2 separate regions of the Urocitellus parryii genome follow, and region 1 is linked to region 2. A link is a contact called in public Hi-C data. All regions are on one chromosome and are shown on one strand. Each heading gives the region's core, a stretch centred on a gene start, on an enhancer-like site or on the middle of the called end of the contact. The rest is flanking DNA. Distances are from core to core; before and after follow the strand shown. Region 1 holds the start of Ly6g5c (lymphocyte antigen 6 family member G5C). Region 2 holds the start of Cfb (complement factor B).

Evidence for each region. A called contact is a pair of places that touch in the nucleus more often than the background predicts.
Region 1: a contact with region 2 is called in a Hi-C map of liver, with 7 times the contacts expected there. The contact joins the promoter of Ly6g5c here to the promoter of Cfb in region 2. A contact is called at or near these places in 2 of 2 Hi-C or Micro-C datasets (liver and muscle).

What each region holds. Positions count from the first base shown.
Region 1 is chr8:119,008,583-119,012,434 of mUroPar1.hap1, forward strand. It overlaps Ly6g5c (lymphocyte antigen 6 family member G5C), which reads left to right and starts at 1,935. Exons shown (of 3, transcript XM_026415398.1): 1 at 1,935-2,049; 2 at 3,354-3,521. The coding sequence starts at 1,938.
Region 2 is chr8:118,770,081-118,773,646 of mUroPar1.hap1, forward strand. It overlaps Cfb (complement factor B), which reads right to left and starts at 1,256. Exons shown (of 18, transcript XM_026415335.2): 1 at 1,068-1,256; 2 at 749-979; 3 at 195-380; 4 at 1-87. The coding sequence starts at 1,131. C2 (complement C2) reads right to left here. Exons shown (of 18, transcript XM_026415390.2): 12 at 3,468-3,566; 13 at 3,185-3,350; 14 at 3,007-3,083; 15 at 2,771-2,862; 16 at 2,451-2,577; 17 at 2,277-2,326; 18 at 1,657-2,116. The coding sequence ends at 1,940.

The sequences.
Region 1 (3,852 bases), core at 685-3,184, 240 kb after region 2:
GGCTGTAACCTTACTACGGGGCAAGTCTTCTCGTACCCTACTTAAGCTTCGCTTAGCTCCTAGTTTGGCCTTTTCGGTGCGGTTATATTCGATAAAGGGGTTCTGAGGGCTCCGTAAAATTTCCCTTTGACTCCGCTTTGCCCTTTTCGCTTCCAGAGGAGCCCTCGCTCGTTTATTTTTTTTCCTTATTATTCCATGAACTCCCTCATTTAACAGGTGACAGACGCTTCTCTCCCAGTTCTTCGTTCTGTAATAGAGCGTTGAAATTTCATTCATTCCAAGACGGGTAGGGTGGGGCGCGCAGTAGCGTGCGTTTTTCTCTAGTGTTTCTTCCATCCCGTTATTTCTGGGACCCGTCCTTGCTTTTCCTGTCGGTTTCTTACCATCTTCCCCATCAACACTACAAGATCGCGTGATTCTTGAGTAGTCAGGGCATTAGCAGAGAATCCGGCTTCAGGACCCCGCCCCAAACCTCCAAAGGGGAAACCGGAGCAGGTGATGTCGTCCTGGACGCCGAGGACCTCCCAGTGTCCTTACTTTTAAGCCCAGTGTCCTTAAAAGTAAAATCCCTGAGTCTATCTGCGACTGATCTAAGGAGGTGGGGACTGAGCTGGTGAAGTGGGGGAGCCCGGCAGGTCTAGCGCCGAGGAAATGGGCGGGGGCCCTGGGGCCGCGGACTCCGGAATCTACCCGGAGGAACGGTGGTACTACAGCACCACCTTCCGGGTAAGCCGCTTCATGCACAGAGTGTCCGCTGGCTCACCCTTGGGTCCCCGCGCGCTGCTCGCGCTGGCTTGACGCCAAGCGAACTGTGCTTGGGCAGGGGCCGCCCCCGCATCCTCCTGAGAATTCTAAGGTGCAGTCAGGCGCGGAGAGAGAACGCACGGCGCGGGAACATGTAGGAGCCGGAGATTAGACTCACTGACCTGCAGCTGAGCTTGGGCGGGGGTGGAATAAAAGGGGTGGTGGGGGAGAAGGTGCCCCGGAACCTCAAGGGGGCACCAGTCTGAGAATAGGGGTGGGGAGAGTGTCACTGTTTCTCTGTGATCCAGATATTCCCGCTTTTGGAAAGACATGGTACTTGGAAAATGATACTACCAGTCATCTCCTCGTGCGAATCTATTCCCCATTCCTTCACTTACTCATTCATACACCAAATCTGTACAATCTTTTTTCTAAATGCTCAGGTTCTTTCATTCTCTTCAGCGAGACCAGGCCGCCATCTTGTGACTGAACTCGGGAATAGCTCCCTATTTCCCTGCATTCTCCCATTCTCCCATGTGTAACAATGGAAATCTTTTTTTTTTTTTTTTTTTTTTTTTGCACCAGGGATTGAGCTCAGGGGCACTCAACCACTGAATGATATCCCCAATCCTATTTTGTATTTGATTTAGCAATAGGGTCTCAATGAGTTGCATAGTACCTCGCTGTTGCCCAGGCTGGCTTTGAACTCTCTCGATCCTCCTGCCTCAGCCTCCCAAGCCTCTGGGATTACAGGCAAACAATGGCAGTCTTTTATGAGAAATCTGATCGCCTTTCTCTTCTGCTGAAATCCCTCTGGATAGTGATTTCTACTATCCATGTGCTCCCAGCAGCACTCTGCCTCTTCCCACCATTGCCTGTTGACTTATCTCCTCCACTAGACTGTGTCCTGTGAGGGCTGGGGCTTTGGACACTGCTTATCTTCAACATCTGATGCAGTAAATCAATAAACACCTGATGAATTAATATAAAAGTTTCCCTCTCATTCTTCTGTTTCTGGGTCCCTGCCCCAAGCAGGATTAAGATCTGGAGTGGCTGTGGGTGAGGACACTCTGATCTGACTGTTCTGGCACTGATTTCCATCCTAAATGTGTTGCCTCTCTCCTTCCTCTTGGCCAACCTCTTTTCCACCAATATAAGCCCAGAACAGAGGCCAGAGGGCAGTGGTGCATTTCATGGCAGGCTTTTCAGGGAGCTTGAGTCTGGGGCCTCTGAGCCTCCACAGCATCCCCCAATCCCTGTACAGCATCTTCTTAATAGTGATGGTCATGATGAGCTTGGTGTTTGGTAAGTGGCTCCAAGGGTTCAGAAGGGTTTCCTGGCCTGCTGGATGGAGAAATAAATAAACTGATTGTCTGGGCACATATGCCCAGGATGCTTAGGTAAACCCAGGCAGCAGAAAAGATGCAATGGACAGGTGTGGTAGGGAAATACCTGGGTTTGCCTAAGGACTGATATTGACCCTGAGGATCTTTTCTAGGAACTGCCCCATGGCTGTCTCACTTAGTGACAGTGATCTGAATGGAGATACTGAAGGAATTCTATCCAAATCTGAGGACAACCGAATAGGGAAGTTTGAGAAAGTACTTTTCCAACGATGGAAGCAGAATCCACAAAGTAGAACTAGGCTAAATTCTGTTTGATGATCTTACTGGGATGAAAGCACCATCTATAGAGAAACAGGATTCAAAGTGTTTGTTTAGTATTTGCCTCTGCCTCACCCAAGTGCTCTGCTGAGTCTGAGGTTTCATTAATGTTTGGTCTGAGCTGAGGACTAAAGGAAGAGGGGGATGTATATACATGTAGTTGGGGAAGGAGGGAGAGAATGGGTATTGAGTGGACAAAGTTTAATATGGGCCTCTCCTGTGATAGGACTGCAAAAACAAAGCATGTGGCATGGGCTGCTTGACGTCCCCTGTCTGCATGAAGCATAGTCTTTCTGGCCTGTGATGCACTCTTGTTTATTTCTCAGCATTATGGATTTTAAAAAGTTCATGTCAAGTATGTTGGGGAACACCTGTAATCCTAGCTACTCAGGATCCTGAGGCAGGAGAATTTCCCAGCTACTCAGGATCCTGAGGCAGGAGAATTGCAAGTTCAAGGCCAGCCTAGGTAACTTAGTAAGACACCGTCTCAAAATAAAAAAGCTTTCCTGGAAAGTGTGAGGCCTTGGGTTCAATCCCTAATATCACAAATAAAATGAAGCATGTTTGGAAAAGAGTCTGGGGGACAGAGGATTTAGAGAGAAAGTTACAGAGGAAGAACTGCCCTAACAGGGCTGTACAAAGCTGGTATGGGCTGTCTCAGCCTCACCTGTGAATTTGAGAGAGACTGAGCGCTGGGCAAATGTTAGCTCTTCAAATACATGTTGAATGAATGAATAAGTGATTTAATTAATTCTCACCTTTAGAGGCAAAAGAAGAGAGAACAAAGATTTTTTTAATAAGGACTAAAGCTTCTGCTATACTAAACCAAATGGATTTAAAGAATCAGGGATTTTATGGTTTTCTGAGGTGGGGAGAGGACAGTGGGATTGGCCAACCCAGAATCAGGTATGAGGGGTTTGGGGTCATTGCTTTTCTGTATTCTAGGTAAGCTCGTTCCTGACAATCCGGGACCCCCTCAACCACCTCATCTCCCCAAATACCTGCGTTGCTATAGATGTCTCTTTGAAACCAAGGAGTTGGGGTGCCTTCTGGGATCAGACATCTGCCTCACTCCAGTTGGCAGCAGCTGCTTCACTCTGCATATAAAGAACAGTAAGCTGCCTTTTCCCACCATGGGCCCAGCCCTCTTAAGCAGCCTCTCCCAGCCTCCTAAACAGTACCCCAAGTCCTGTTCCTATAGCCGTAGGACACTGTTCCATCCCTTTCCTTCAGAATCACTCCCTATCTCCACTTCCACCAGCTTCCCTCCTCAACCCACAGCTGATTGGCTCCTACCCTCTTTGGCACCCAGGTTTGAAGGGGACCCTGGAGATCTCCAGAGGTATAGGCCTTTCCTCAAGTTGCCTGCTCCCCAGCTATCCACATAGTTCCTATATGTGTCACTCTTCTGAAACTTCCACTGGTCCTCATAGTGATCTTCACT
Region 2 (3,566 bases), core at 6-2,505:
AGTGGTAAGTGACTGTGTCTTCAAGGCGGTACTGGCTTCCCACCTTCCTTGTGCCAATGGGAATGCCCGGGTTTGGGCAGTACCCCGCTGCAGAGGCCGAGAGGGCAGGTCAGAGAACAGTTGTGATGCCTGTTCCTTGGGGATGGATGTGTAAGGGAGAGAGTGTGGTCGACAGGAGCAGGCAGGCTTCTCACCTCCATCATCGCAGATTGCTGTTTGCCCATCCCACCGGCCATTTACTTGGCAGGTGCGATTGGCAGAGCCCCGGAGAATGTATCCATGGTAGCATTGGAAAGAGATCTCATCGCTCACATTGTAATAAGAAGACCTGGGCCAGTAGTACCCATTCTCAAATTCCTGAGGTCTTGGGCAGTAAATCGCTTTGGGGAGGAGGACAAGTAAAAGTCATCAAGATAGAAGGGCTATCTTCAGGGTATCCCTCTTGCTCTCAGAGACCTTGTCACTGAGAAACAGCAAGTCCCTGGTCTGCTGATCTGCTCCCAATTCCTGAGCATTCTCTTCACTGCCACAGCTGCCAGATACAGGGCAACTGTTTAGTGAAGGTGAGCCCCCCTGCCTCCCAGATTTTTACCTGCACCCCTAGGGCTGCCCCTTACCCTGTTTAGCCAAACCTGTTGGGCTGCTGGCCTCAACACAGCTCTAATCTCACCCAAGGCGTGCTGACCTTGGCTACCACCTGCCCCATCATCCCCTGTCTCAGCACATCCCTGTTCTCACCGCCTCTAACCTCTGCACTCTGCTTTCTTGACAATCTTTTGGTCTTGAGTCTTTAGGGAACTCCAGGACCCTGTGGATCTGCAGGTGCGTGTCTGGACAGGATATGGGTAGAAGCCAGAGGGACATATGTACTCCAGGGTCTTGCCCTCTTGGAGAAGTTGGAAGGAGCCACCTTTGATCTCTACCCCCTCCAGAGAGCAGGAGCCTTGGGGCTGGGCCAGCAATGGAATTGTGTTCACACCTGAAAAGAAATACTGGTGAAGCTTGGCCCTACAAAGTCAAGGAAGAATGCTGGGGGCAGCAGGAGGGTGGGGGTGACCCTTTCTTACCTCCGGGCAAGAGGCCCAAGACCAAAGATACCAGACAGAGGTGGGGGCTGAGATGGCACCCCATGGTGATAGAAGGCAGGAGAGAAGTGGGCGAGCTGGGGTCAGGAGGGCTTCTCCAGGTTCCTTCTGTGTGCCTGCTTGGCTCAGTGTCCAAGCTGAAACTCTAGACCTAAGTCTAGTGGCACTCCCTTCCCCACCAACCCCCAGCCTTTTATGCAATCTGTTCTGGCACCTGCAGCTTGTCCAGCCTTCCCTATACACATCACTTTCCGGGAATGTTCAAGCAGGAGGACCCCACTGAGCTGCCAATTGAAGAAATAGAAACTACACAAGCCCCACCCTTTGCTGCCCAAGGTCTGGGACTCTCCCCTTTGACACTTCATATCAGCTTCCAGGTTCTCCCCAACAATCCCAGACCACCCTAGCTAGAGACCAGAAATAGTCCCCCAGCTGGTTTCCCTGTTGACTGTGTTATAGGGCAGAGTCCAGCTGCTGTTTGTCCAGCAGGGTCTCTGACCTTCCTGGAATCATTCTGCCCTCCCCATCCCCCAGGCAGAGGTACAGACAGATGTGGAAATCATCAATTTTTATTAATTTCATAACTGGGAAATTTCATGTGAAAGTGAAAGGAATACGTTATGTTTACCAGGGTGAGGGATTTGAGCAGGAGCAGGAGGGGAGGATGCAGCTGGCAGACACACTGGCCAGCACCCCGGGGGGACCTTCCTGCTTGTGCATGCTGTGTCTGGGCTCCTGAATTCACACAGCTAGAATTGAGGATGGGCCACAGGGTCTGAGGGTAGGTGTTCAGGGGTAGGAGATAGGAGAGAAGGCAGATCCTGGCAAGATAGCCAAGGGATTGGTGGCCATGATTAGAGGGGCAAGAAATTCAGAACACCCTCCAGATGCTGCCTCAGCCAGGGTTGTAGGCGGAAGAGGTTAATGTGGAAGTCTCGGGGTGGTGGGGCACCATGGGGAGGCTTTTTGCGGGAGTTTTTGTTGGTAGCACCAAAACAGGGGTTGTAGAGACCCCAGCTCACCAGGCCCACCTGAAAGAAAGGAAAATGAAGTAGAAAGATGCCACAGCCCCAGCTCTGAGCCCTGACTCCCATGGTTCCTTCAGAGACCTCCCTCACCACCACCATCACCACCCCTGCCCCAGCTAGGCTGAGTTCCTGTAGACAGCCTTGTGAGCTTCCCTGTACCCACCTGGAAAAACCTGAACCTCCGCTCAAGGAAAACTGCTCCCCCAGATTCTCCTGCCAGCAAGATGAACAAGAGACAGTGTGTCATCCAGGGCAGGTGCTGGCATCCTAGCATGCATGCTGGCCACAGGAACACTGTGGCCCTTCCTTGGGAAATCCAGACATGGGGGGTGCTCACCTTTACAGGGATTGTCATCCTCCTGGGTCCCACTGCATAGAAACTGATCTGTCACCACCTCACTGACATCCGTCAAGTTGGGGAACTTTTTTTTGTCTTGGGAGACTACCTTGATACAGTCTGACCTCTGCAGTAGAGGTGGAACAGGAAGGAAGAATGAAATGAGTGGCCTAGGGACACTTGGCAAAACACTAAGCCTGGGAGGAGGGGTGACTTAAGTGAGGTGGAAAAAGCAGCCGGAGCTAGAGGAGGAAGAGCACCATTCTGTGATCTGGCTTGAGTGGGACCCCAGAACCCCCCCCCCCACCTAAGACCCTCACCTCTTCCCCTGTCTTGAGGTTAATGTTCAGTTTGCTCCCATTCAAGGCCACAAAATGAGCAGGGATGCTCTGTTGGTTCAGAAGTTCTGTCTCTGCCATCAAAGAGAAGAGGGTGTTGATTGTAGGTCCCTTTACCCACCAGTCAGACTTCTGGCTTGGAGACAGAAGTCTAGTCCCTGTTGGCACCCCCAGGCTCTGGCCCCAGCTCTTTACAAACTCTAAACCTCAGCACTCACCGTGGTCCTGACAGGTACTGTGTTGGGGTCTCCGCAGAGCCATGTTGGCCTCCACTGTGCAGGGAATGCAGATGGGCCTGGAGAGAAGGGTGAGTGTCACACAGCCCATCCTCAGTATCCTGGGGCTCCCCAGAGCACTCTCCCCTGCAGGGCATCCTCCTGTCCTAGGATCAAGCACCTGGCATGGGTGGACATTTTCACTTTCTGGGCCAACTTCAGCAAGGCTATGTCATCACCATAGAACTCCTGTATCCCCTGGTCCTTCTTTGCGTAGACATCAAATCCCGGGGAGATCTCGACTTTCTCAATAAGGAATTCTTTGCCCCACTGGGAGTTGGGATCCCCTGGGAATGATACGGTAGATGAGGCTGAATCAGGGCTCCTGAAGGGGCCAGAGGCTGGGGACGGGTAACCAGCGCTCTGGCCTTGGGGTCAGGAACTTGGTGAAGCCCCTGCCTTACCCACGTTGACCCTCCACAGGGAGCGGTCCTTAGCATTGTGGAAGCAGTGAGCTGCTGTCAGAACCCACTGGTCAGAGACAAGAGCCCCCCGACAGGCCT